2 separate regions of the Mus musculus genome follow, and region 2 is linked to region 1. Evidence: chromatin contacts called from public Micro-C data. All regions are on one chromosome and are shown on one strand. Each heading gives the region's core, a stretch centred on a gene start, on an enhancer-like site or on the middle of the called end of the contact. The rest is flanking DNA. Distances are from core to core; before and after follow the strand shown.

Evidence for each region. A called contact is a pair of places that touch in the nucleus more often than the background predicts.
Region 2: a Micro-C map of granulosa cells shows a contact between it and region 1, with 2.4 times the contacts expected there. The contact joins two enhancer-like sites. A contact is called at or near these places in 1 of 39 promoter capture datasets (macrophages), 11 of 484 Hi-C or Micro-C datasets (the G1E-ER4 cell line, Sertoli cells, cerebral cortex and 7 more), 1 of 115 datasets of contacts at active chromatin or transcription factors (embryonic stem cells) and 4 of 9 other capture datasets (adipose tissue, liver, macrophages and 1 more).

What each region holds. Positions count from the first base shown.
Region 1 is chr6:124,582,715-124,587,953 of GRCm38.p6, reverse strand. No RefSeq gene overlaps it. Among named protein-coding and RNA genes, the nearest start is that of C1rb, 15 kb to the right of the region's middle. Within about 2 kb of position 2,058, at least 24 of the 459 cell types and tissues checked have an H3K27ac peak or open chromatin away from gene starts, as enhancers often do. A contact at or near this core is called in granulosa cells, where this site is marked.
Region 2 is chr6:124,693,135-124,698,338 of GRCm38.p6, reverse strand. Lpcat3 (lysophosphatidylcholine acyltransferase 3) reads right to left here. Exons shown (of 13, transcript NM_145130.2): 2 at 162-269. Among named protein-coding and RNA genes, the nearest start is that of Emg1, 16 kb to the left of the region's middle. Within about 2 kb of position 3,923, at least 141 of the 459 cell types and tissues checked have an H3K27ac peak or open chromatin away from gene starts, as enhancers often do. A contact at or near this core is called in granulosa cells, where this site is marked.

The DNA.
Region 1 (5,239 bases), core at 809-3,308:
GTCCACTGGGAAGTAGACTTTGCTAAAAAAAAAAATGAGTATAAATACATCCTGTCTTTTGTGAATATGTTCTCGAGATAAATAAAAGCTTTTCCCTATAAAAATAAGACTGCTCAGATGGTCATCAAAAAGAGTATTAAATTTTTTTTCAAGGTTTACAGTGCCCATAACAATAGGGTCAGATAATGGCCCTGCCTTTGTTGCCCAGGTAAGTCTGGTGTGACCAAGAGTTAGAGATCAAATAAAAATGACATTGTATATAGAGACCTCAGAGCTCAGGACAAATAAAAGAAATAATAAAACCCTAAAAAAGTCTTTGACAAAATTAACCACAAAGACTGGTGCAGACTGTGTGCTCCTTCCCCTTGCCCTATTCAGAACCAGAAATACTCCCTCTTAATTTAGTCTTACCTTTCTGAGATCCTTTATGGGGCTCTCCTGCCCATCACTGTCTTAAATGATGTGTTTAAACCCACATGTTATTTTAATAATGATCTGTATGCTAAGTTAAAAGACTTGCAGGTGGTGAAAAAGGACAACTGACTACAGCGAACGAGCCGGGTACCCCAAAGACATATCACGAGTTCCAGGTTAGAGATCTGATCTATGTGCACCTGCATCATGCACAGACCTTCAAATATCACTAAAAGGGTCCCTGCCTAGTTCTGTTTACTACCCCTTCTCATCCTGTTTTCTGTTCTTAACCTTTGGCCCATACATCCTTAATTGCTTAAATACAAGTTTTAATGCTCAGACAATAATACCAGTAGTTACAACCAAGTGAGACATCATTTCAAGATTGAAATGTACCAGAGAGAAAGGGGGAGATGTAATATCCAAAATAAATTCAAGACTACCCAGTACCTTCCCCCTTCAAAAGGACTTTTGAAACTGTACTAACAGGACAAGTACAGAGTCAGATAAAAAGGTGGCTGACTAAACAAATATAGGAATGTAGTTTTAACAGTCAAAATTACTAAGCTTCCAAAACAAGATTAACAATTCCCCTGCCCGGCCTCACACTAAAAACCTCAAGGAAATACAAATTGAGAGTCACCCTATACAAACCAACCAATGTCTAAAAAGGCTATTGGCTATTAATTAAAATAAGCCAAACTGCCCTGGTGCCTAAATCCTGGCCTTATAAAAGTATACAAAGTGTGTTCTTTCTTTGTTCTGGGTCTCTCCTCTGACCTGTGTGCTGAAAGGGGGTTCCCCAACATGTTGGATAAGTAAAATCCTCACGTATTTTACAACATAGCAGTCTCTGTGGTCTTTGTGTGAGTGAGGGTCTTTTGACAAACTACAATATTTGGTTGGTCAGTTGGCCGTGTATGCCCTTCTCAATGAGGACACAAACACATTGCTTTGGAGATAAAGTAGGATCCTTGTCTGTCTGTCTGTCTGTCTGACTGACTGTCTGTTCACTTGTGTGACCTCTGATTCTGGTTTGCTCAGTTTTTGTTTTCTGGCTTTCTCGTGGCCTTCTCATAGAGAGAATTCCATGTGAATTGACATGGTGATAGGCAGACAAGCCAGAACTTCGAGGCCCAAGAGACACAGAGGACACTCTGGTCTATCCTTCTGGGAGAAGGACCCTTAAAAGGTCTCTCTCCATCTGGGCTGGGTAGTAATCGTTCCTGGCAGTCTGATTTTTATTCTGTGGTGGTCACCTGGAGGAAGTTTTCTGTGTGTGTCTCTCTGTGTTTTAACTTGTTTTGTTCTTTTGGTGTTATTGTGACACTTTATCTGGAATGTTTTCATTTGTGTTTTGTGTGTCTCTTTGTGTTTGGACTTAGACTGACAACTCCTACTTATTCCCCTTTTAATATTGTGATTGTCGGGCCGTGGCCCTGGATGTTGAAACTGCTGAAAGTGAAATAGAGGAGGCTGTAAGAGTGGCTGGGTCCCTGAGCCCAGCTTTGGGGTTGGCTCCCTGAGGTCACTGATCTGATGTCCAGCTCCTGGGAGTGCAGCCAGCTAAGAACAGTGCTGGCACAGGGCCCCCATTCCTATTCCCCTGTGCCCCCTTCAAGGCTGTATGATGTGAGAGTGTGGTGCATGGCTGTCCTTGGATTATTAAGGTGGAGCCAGTAGAGGGAGTTCACAAAAGGCCACAAGGCCCAGCCACACACCTGATAGGACCAAGGTAACAGGTTAAAAACAAGAGTTAAAAAAAAAGGAGCGAAGATGAGAAAGACAGATGTAAAGAAGTAGAGGTCTGGAAGGAAGTGAGTTAAGACTGTTTAAAGAGCAAAGCTTCAGTAGACTCAGGAGACATAGATGACAGTGACAAATAAAGAGATTAGCAGTGAGGAAAAGTAAAAATAGAGATAAAGGAGATCAGAGAGATTTCAGAGATAAGAGACCCAGTTTTACAGAAGGTGTACACCGAGCCTTAGAGATTAATGTCTGGAACTGCAAATAAAGAATTTTCCTTTTCCCTGTCAGTGTAAACAAATTCAAGACCACAGCTGCCAGGAATGACCATCTCTGAAAAAACTTCCCTACCCCACTTCAGTCTAATGTCCGATGAAAACTACAAACTGCTTTGGCCTTGCTGATTGCTGACAGAGTTTTCTGCTAAATTAAAATTATCTCTGGAGAGACACATTCTAGAGCCACAAGGCTAGTAAAAGAATAAAAAGCAATAATGCCCTGCTAATATGTGATAATTTATTTATGATTTTCATTTTAGTTGGTTTGCTAAACATAGTTTCATATCATATGTGATCTCACAGAATGCCAGGCTCTGCCCGTCATCAACGGTTCCCTAGCCCTCCTTTGCATCAGTGGTGCCAGTGTTCCTCCCTCGTGTAGGTGCCAAATACTGTCCTACAGTGCATGAGGAAAAAAGCCCTTGTGACATGAGCTGCTGTGTGTTCTGTCCTTGTTTATTTAACAATGTGAGCATTCATCATTCTGTCATTGAGACATTTTCTGACTCAGTAAAAATCAGTGATGATAATTTATTAATATGTGAAAAACATAAACAGTTTCCTAGTAGTTAAAAACTAACTATAAAATGAACATCCTACATATTAGATTAATTCATTCTGAGATTAAAATTATCATATAACATGGCACATGTTTTAAAATACCCTAAACAGTTATCTAGCATTTTTCTTGTCATATCTTAAATAATTTCTAGCTAAGTGATATTAATCAGATAAAAGTGTGTCTCCTAATAATGTTATTGTTTGCTTTTTATTTCCTGATACCAATAAAATATTTTGAAGTTTCCTTTTCTGGAATACTCATTTTTGTACATGATCTTTAATAAAAATTAGTGACTTATCTCTTTTTACCTCGGTTACCATAAGACACATGCCATGTACCTTAAGACTCCATTTGGTGGTCGGAGGTCCTGTGGAATGCCTAATGCTTACATTTAAAACAGAGTTTTGTCCTTAACAGTTCAAATGGTAAGCCGACAAATAGAGTGTTACTCATTAAAGGTATACTGTCATTCTGTTGGTTTCTAGTTGACAAACAGAGATTAAAAAAGATACTTTTAAATCATGTGTCTGACTTGTTGCCCATTGTGGTTTTGCTATGGTTTGTTTATTTTAAAAGAGTCTAACCTAGATTGGCTTCACAACCCCTGTATGGTCCAATGACCTTGAACTCCTGGTCCTCCTGCCTCCGCTCCTGAGTTCTGAGTTTAGCAGCATATCTCACTTCATGACTTCATTCATCTATCTGATAAAAAAAGATTTGTGTAAAAAACTTCCAACACCCAAATGTAAAAATTCTTTAAAAAAGTGGACAAAAGACTTGACTAGACACTTCACCAAAGAAGGTATATGTATGACAGATAAACACATGAAAAATGTCCAGTTACCAATGGTGTGTATAACTTGCTTATGTTAAATGTGTGTAGATTTGGTGTTGTTCAAAAGGTGTTTATGTAGCTAAGTGATGAACCAGGCCTCTGGTGACTTAATATTTAGGCATCACTAGTTTGTGTTCTATCAAGAGATTATTGAATTTGCGTGTTCCCCTGAGACTAAAGCTCTTTTTCCTTCCACTTGGTCATCCCTTGCTATAAATGTGGGTCATGTCAGAAAATATGATGATGACTCTCCACAGACTTTCCAAGGAGTTACAGACTTTTGTTTTGAATTTGCACCAGGATATTTACCCGGGGTTGCTTACCCCAAAAGACACTGTTATGTACATTTTAATGATATGTTTGTGACATGTGAATCATGGGATTTTGTTTGTCTGTAACCTGCTTTTTCATGTTGCATCAAGATTATCTGTTATGAAAAACAATGTATATTTCTAACATGCTTGTAAGAAAACATATAACAAAGACTAGACCCTAGCAAAGTAGCTCATGCTGATAGTGCTAGCACCTGAAAATGATAAGCAGAAGTAATAAAAAGCCAAGAAATTAAAAAGAAATAAGAGACAAGAAAAAAAAACTTATATAAAATGCATGCCACAACAGTCAGAAAAACTAGAGAGCTTAGTCAAGATAGAACCTGGCAACAGAAGATCAATGTGTTTACTATAAAGAAAAAAGGACACTGGGCAAGAGACTGCCCCAACAAGAAGAGGAGGAGCCCCCCCACATGACCAAACACTTCCAACTGTTCCTGGCTCAAAGTAAAAGGATAGCAAAAGGGGTGCTAACACAGAAGCTGAGTACTTTAAAGAGGTCGGTGCCCTACCTGTTGAAGAAGCTACAAAATAGACTGTTTTTCTTATTCACCCACAAACCACTGCAAAAACGTTAAAAAAATTCCTGGCTACTGCTGGCTTGTACAGATTGGAGATTCCAGGTTTTGCTGAATTAAAGATATAAACAACCCTTTGTATAAAATAATAAAGGACAACAGGCCTTGTATGCCATTAAGACTGCCCTAATGTCGGCTACAGCTTTAGGCCTCCCGGAGGTGACTGAGAACAAAAATATTGCCAAAAGGGTTCTTATTCAGAGATTGGGGCCCTGTGGCATAGTTATCCAAGAAATTAGATGCTCACAGTCGGCTATTGGATGGATCACATGGCCCCCAATGAAGGAGCTAGAGAAAGTACCAAAGAAGCTAAAGGGATCTGCAACCCTATAGGTGGAACAACATTATGAACTAACCAGTACCCCGGAGCTCTTGACTCTAGCTGCATATGCATCAAAAGATGGCCTAGTCGGCCATCACTGGAAAGAGAGGCCCATTGGACACGCAAACCTTATATGCCCCAGTACAGGGGAACGCCAGGGCCATAAAAGGGG
Region 2 (5,204 bases), core at 2,674-5,173, 110 kb before region 1:
TGTGTTCCTATTGGCTGAGTACTCTTTTTGTAAAGATGAAAGCTTTGTAAGAGCTAACACTTCCTAAAGCACACACGAGCTTGTTTCAGGGATTTCCCCCTGGTCCAGCCCTCCCCAGGTTTCTTCTCATGGCTGCATCCCTGCTGAGCCCACTCCCTTACCAAAGTTGAAATAAGCAATTGAGAGGCCCGTGAAGGTGTGGAAGAGATGGATGAGGTAGCTGTCCTTGTAGAAAAGGTAATGCCGGTAAAACAGAGCCAACGGGTAGCCTAGATGGGAGGAGAAGAGGAAGAGGTTACTCATGCCTGCTGACATCAGAGAGGGAAAAAACCAGGATTAAAAAACCTCTCTCTCTCTCTTTCTCTCTCTCTCTCTCTGTGTGTGTGTGTGTGAGAGAGAGAGAGAGAGAGAGATGTATAGGTGTGGGTGCGTTCATGCTACAGTGTTAGACCACAACTTTGCTTTCTCCTTCTTATGTGGGATCCAAGGATCAAATTTAGGTCTTCTGGAAGGCTTAACTGATAACCCCACTGGGGTCATCTCAATGGCCTTCAAAAACCAACCAACCAACCAAGCATTTTATGGATGCTAACAGAGAAGACAGAATAGTACTCCCCCAAATCAAGTGGTTTGTTGCTGTTTGTAAATACGCTTTTAGAACTGCAAGGTTTTTGTTTTTCATGAGTCAGAGTTTCTTTGTGTAACAGCCCTGGCTGTCCTGAAACTCACTTTGTAGACCAGGCTGGCCATGAGCTCACAGAGATCTACCTGCCAAGTGCTGGGATTAAAGGCGTGTACCACCACTACCTGGCTAGAACTCAAGTATTTTTAACCGAGGCAACAACGTAAGGTGCAATCTCAGGACTTTCTTTCATTTATACCTACCAACTATTGAGGAAGTGACCGACACCCGTAATCTCAGCCCCCAAGATGCTGAGGCAGGAGATTCTTCAAGTCTGAGGCCAGCTTGGACTACACAGCGAGTACTGGCAGGCCTCGCATCCACAGCAGATTCTGTTTCAAAAACCTACCAAGGGCTAGGGCTCTCCCTCAGTTGTTAGAGTGCTTGCCTAGCATGCACAAAGCACATACAGATAAGACAAAACAAAACAAAAACCCAAACCAAAGAAGAGAAGATGTCCATTCTGCTCAGAAACAGTATTTTACACTTTGTGATCTGTCCTGTGAGGACAGCACCCTCGGACTTCTGAGAAGACAGTTAACACTAGGCTATGAGGTGGGCTTGCTCGAGTATCGACCCATTTATAGAGCTTGTTTTAGAACACTAAGAAATGTCTTCAAGCTTAATTCAGGAAATGATACAAACTGTGATATGATTCAGGCTGTGAGCAAACTCTCAGGGGAGCTCCTAGAGGGCAATGAGTTCTACACTGCCAAGGGTTGCTCAAGGAATCAGAGAGGCCAGTGCACTGTATCCCTAAGTCAGAGAGAGCGTAGCCAATGGCCTCGCTGCAGACTGGTCCTCAACAGTCTATCAAGTGGTGGAGCTGACATGCTTGCACTTGGGCATGTGTGGACAGTCAGTCTCCTCTTTGTTTTCTGGAAGGACACCTTGCCTATTCTATTCCTGTACAGTGTTCCAGAGTTGGTCATGGTTTATAATTGCCACAGTTCTTGCTTTTAGAATATAAAATGTAAGGTCAGGGTGATGGCTGAGCCGGTAAGAGTGCTTATCACCAAGCCAGATCCCTGGGGACTACACAGTGGGAAGAGCGAGCCAACTCCTGCCAGTTGGCCTCTGACTAGCACATGAGTGTGTGTGTTTGTGCACACATGCAAATAAGTCAATGTAATAAAGTAGTTAAAATAAAAATATTCTTAGTTTTACCATTGGCAATATAGTTTTGAGTGTGTGGTAATTGCAATTTCTTTTATTTTTACTTTTATTTATTTATTTATTTTCCCCAAGACAGGGTTTCTAGCCCTAGAACTCACTCTGTAGACCAGGGTGGCCTGAAACTCACAGAGATCTGCCTGCCCTTGCCTCCCCAGTTTTGGGATCAAAGGTGTGCGCCACTATCGCCCAGTGGCTTAAAAACTGTCAATCCATAAAACAAAATGCTCAATTATGTCGTTACTTACAGTGTAAGGGACTGAACCCGGAGCCTCATACACGCTGGAAGAGTTGTCTACCACTGTGTTATAGCTCCAGGCCTCTCTGCACAGTTCATTGTTTTGAGGTAGGGTGTTAAGAAGCTGCCCAAGCTGACCCTGAACTCTCTACAGCCTAGATAGGCCTTCTACTTGTTCGCCTTACCCCAGAGTGTCTTCGTCACCAGTTCTGTGTTACACGGAAACGCAGAGTTCCCGTTTTTGTTTATTTGTTTTGACCCGAGGTCTCTCTATGTAGCTCTGCTGTTCTGGAACTTACCATGTAGACCACACTGGCCTCAAACTCACAGAGATCCTCCTGCCTCTGCCTCCTGAGTGCTGGGATTGAAGGCATGCGCCACCATGCTTGGTTCCTTGTAATTGTTTTTATATAGCCTAGGCTGGCCTGGAACTCACTTTCTTGCTTTGATTCCCCAGGACTACATAAACCAGACGTGGTGGTCACAGACCTGAAATCCCAGCCTTGGGATGGAGAGGAGGAGGATCAGGAATTCAAGGACATTTCTGGCTTTATAGCAAGTGAGAGGCCAGTCTGCTGCATGAAAACGCACCTCAAAACCAAACAAACAAAACCTCAAACTTTTTACTCTAAAAAAATATATTATTGTATATAAGTGTGTGTGTGTGTGTGTGTGTGTGTGTGTATGCACACGTGTGTACAGCCAGTGTTTGGAATCAAATAGCAACTTTGGAGTTTGCTCTCTTCCACCATTATACAGGTCCTGGGGATTGAATTCAGGTAGGAGGCTGAGGCAGAAGATTCTAATTGTCTGGGAGAGCTCACAAATTCTGGATAGGGGCTGGTGAGATGGCTCAGTGGGTAAGAGTACAGGACTGCTCCTCCAAAGGTCCGGAGTTCAAATCCCAGCAAACACATGGTGGCTCACAACCATCTATAATGAGATCTGATGCCCTCTTCTGGTGTGTCTGAAGACAGCTACAGTATACTTACATATAATAAATAAATAAATCTTTAAAAAAAATTCTGGATAGATAGAATTAATCTTTTTGAGTACTAAAACCTTTAAGCATGTGAGATGTACCAAAAGTAAAGAACACAATGCATTTCTCTGTCCTCTTCAGTTGAAGAGAATTTAAAATTTTCTTTTTTAAGGATGGGGTCTAGTGTATGCCAGATTGCCTGAATTAGCTTTATAGCTGAGGCTGGCCTTTAATCCCTAACCCCGCTCCCACCTCCCACGCCTGGGCCACACCCAGGGTTTGTACTCTCCCAGCCCTAATTTAACATTTCTCGATAATACTGGACCTTGCTATTTCAGGAGAGCCACGCTGTCTTCCTGCCCTTTGGGGTGTGGGAAGCTGCCTCAACTCTGCAGGACCTACACTGCCCTGAATTCTGAGTTCTTGTGTTCACGGCTTACGTTTTTCCTGTCTTTTCCCTTGCTATTTTGGGGTCAAGGGTCACGTCTTGAGCTTTCAACAGGCCAGCCAAGCCTAGATCCTTCCCCGATTTCTAACTTACCAGGGAATTTAGAAAGCATAATTTTATAAGACCAAGAAAGCAGACATGGCAGGAGCCAGGGTCTCGGGCGTGCTCCTGCAGACGCTGTACAGGCCAGCTAGCTTTGGTTCTGGCTGCTGCAGGGGACCTGGCTTGGGAAGTTGGGAGGAGTGCAGGTTGCATGGTCCCACTCAGGTCAGTATAGCGCAGACTGGGGAGTATGTGAGAAGCTGAAGTACAGGCAGGAAAATCAAAAGAACAGAGAAAGCGGGGTTACCCAGAACACCGAGACCACAAGAGGTGAGGGCAAAGCTTGCTCGGAAGTTGCCAAGGGAAGGAGGGGACAAACTGTGCTGGGTGAGTTGCTGTGACAACCCCGGCCCATGGTGGGTATGTAAACACTGAACCTTGCTCTTGGCAGCTGCCCAGCTCAGCAGGCTTGGCAGCCTGGCAGCTAGGTCACCCCTTCAGGGAGAAGCTGTTTTTAGGGAGAGTGGTGCCCTACAAGCTATTTCCAAGTCTTAATTCTTTCTTTGTGGGAACTGGTGCTTGATAAGAGTGGCAACCATCACCTACGAATCGTCAAGAACACCAAGCACCGTGACACGTGCACCTGCTTGCACACCAGAGTCTAACCGGAAGGCCATGTACTTTAAAAATGAGCTGCACACAAGTCTACGAGCAGTAGGCCTCAGTACCACTAAAACCCTAACAATGGCCCTGGGAATGGAATCCTGAGCTTGACAGGCCACTGGCTTTTGTTTAATCTCACCAAACAGGTTTTAATATCGGTGGTCAGAGGATCTGAGAACCTGTGGTAGAACTCAGTCTTCCTCCTTTCTGATTGCTGAAGGAGGTTATCGCTGGTGAAGCATCGGGGCCCTAGGTCAAGGATCCTGTTAGAACAGGGCTCGTTCTAAGGAGAGCAAAGTCCAGGATGTGCTGTGTACTGACGGGCTGCAGCTAGGGGCAGGGACTCCAGGTTCAGCGGGTTAACAGCACAGTGAGACTATTCCCTGGGGTCTCTGTGCTTCTCACTGAGTTGTGTTTGGGACCGGGGACGTCACACTGCCTGTGTTAGTGTTAGCTCCTTATTTCCTGTACACTTGTACAATTACTCATTAATCTTGAAGTTGAGGGGCGTGCTGCTTCACTTGAAGAAAACAGAAGTGAACTGTTTTCATTAAAATATGATACATCCCCTTAGCCTTTCATCCCGTTAGCCATTTACGAACTCTGCAGGAATACGATATGGCCCCACTTGGTCAGGCAGCAGACCGAAGGACCTGGGTCAGAGAGTAAGCTATGCTTGTCCAATGTGAGGAAGAAGGAGGAATTCCAAGTGCTATGTGCTGAACCAGCTGTTGATATCAATTCTACAGCACACCCTACCTCCCGCCCACCCATGTCGGGGACTGAACTAGGGCCTCACATGCTAGGCAAGTGCTGAACTTCCCCACACTCCCACTGAAGACTCTTTTTCTGGCTCCTAAAAGTTTCAAGCTTGTTTCTCTAATTTTGCTGTATTGCCTCTGTGAAAACTCCGTGATGCTCACACAACTTAATATGATCTTTATGCCAAACTACGCCAGCACTAACTTTCCCTAGG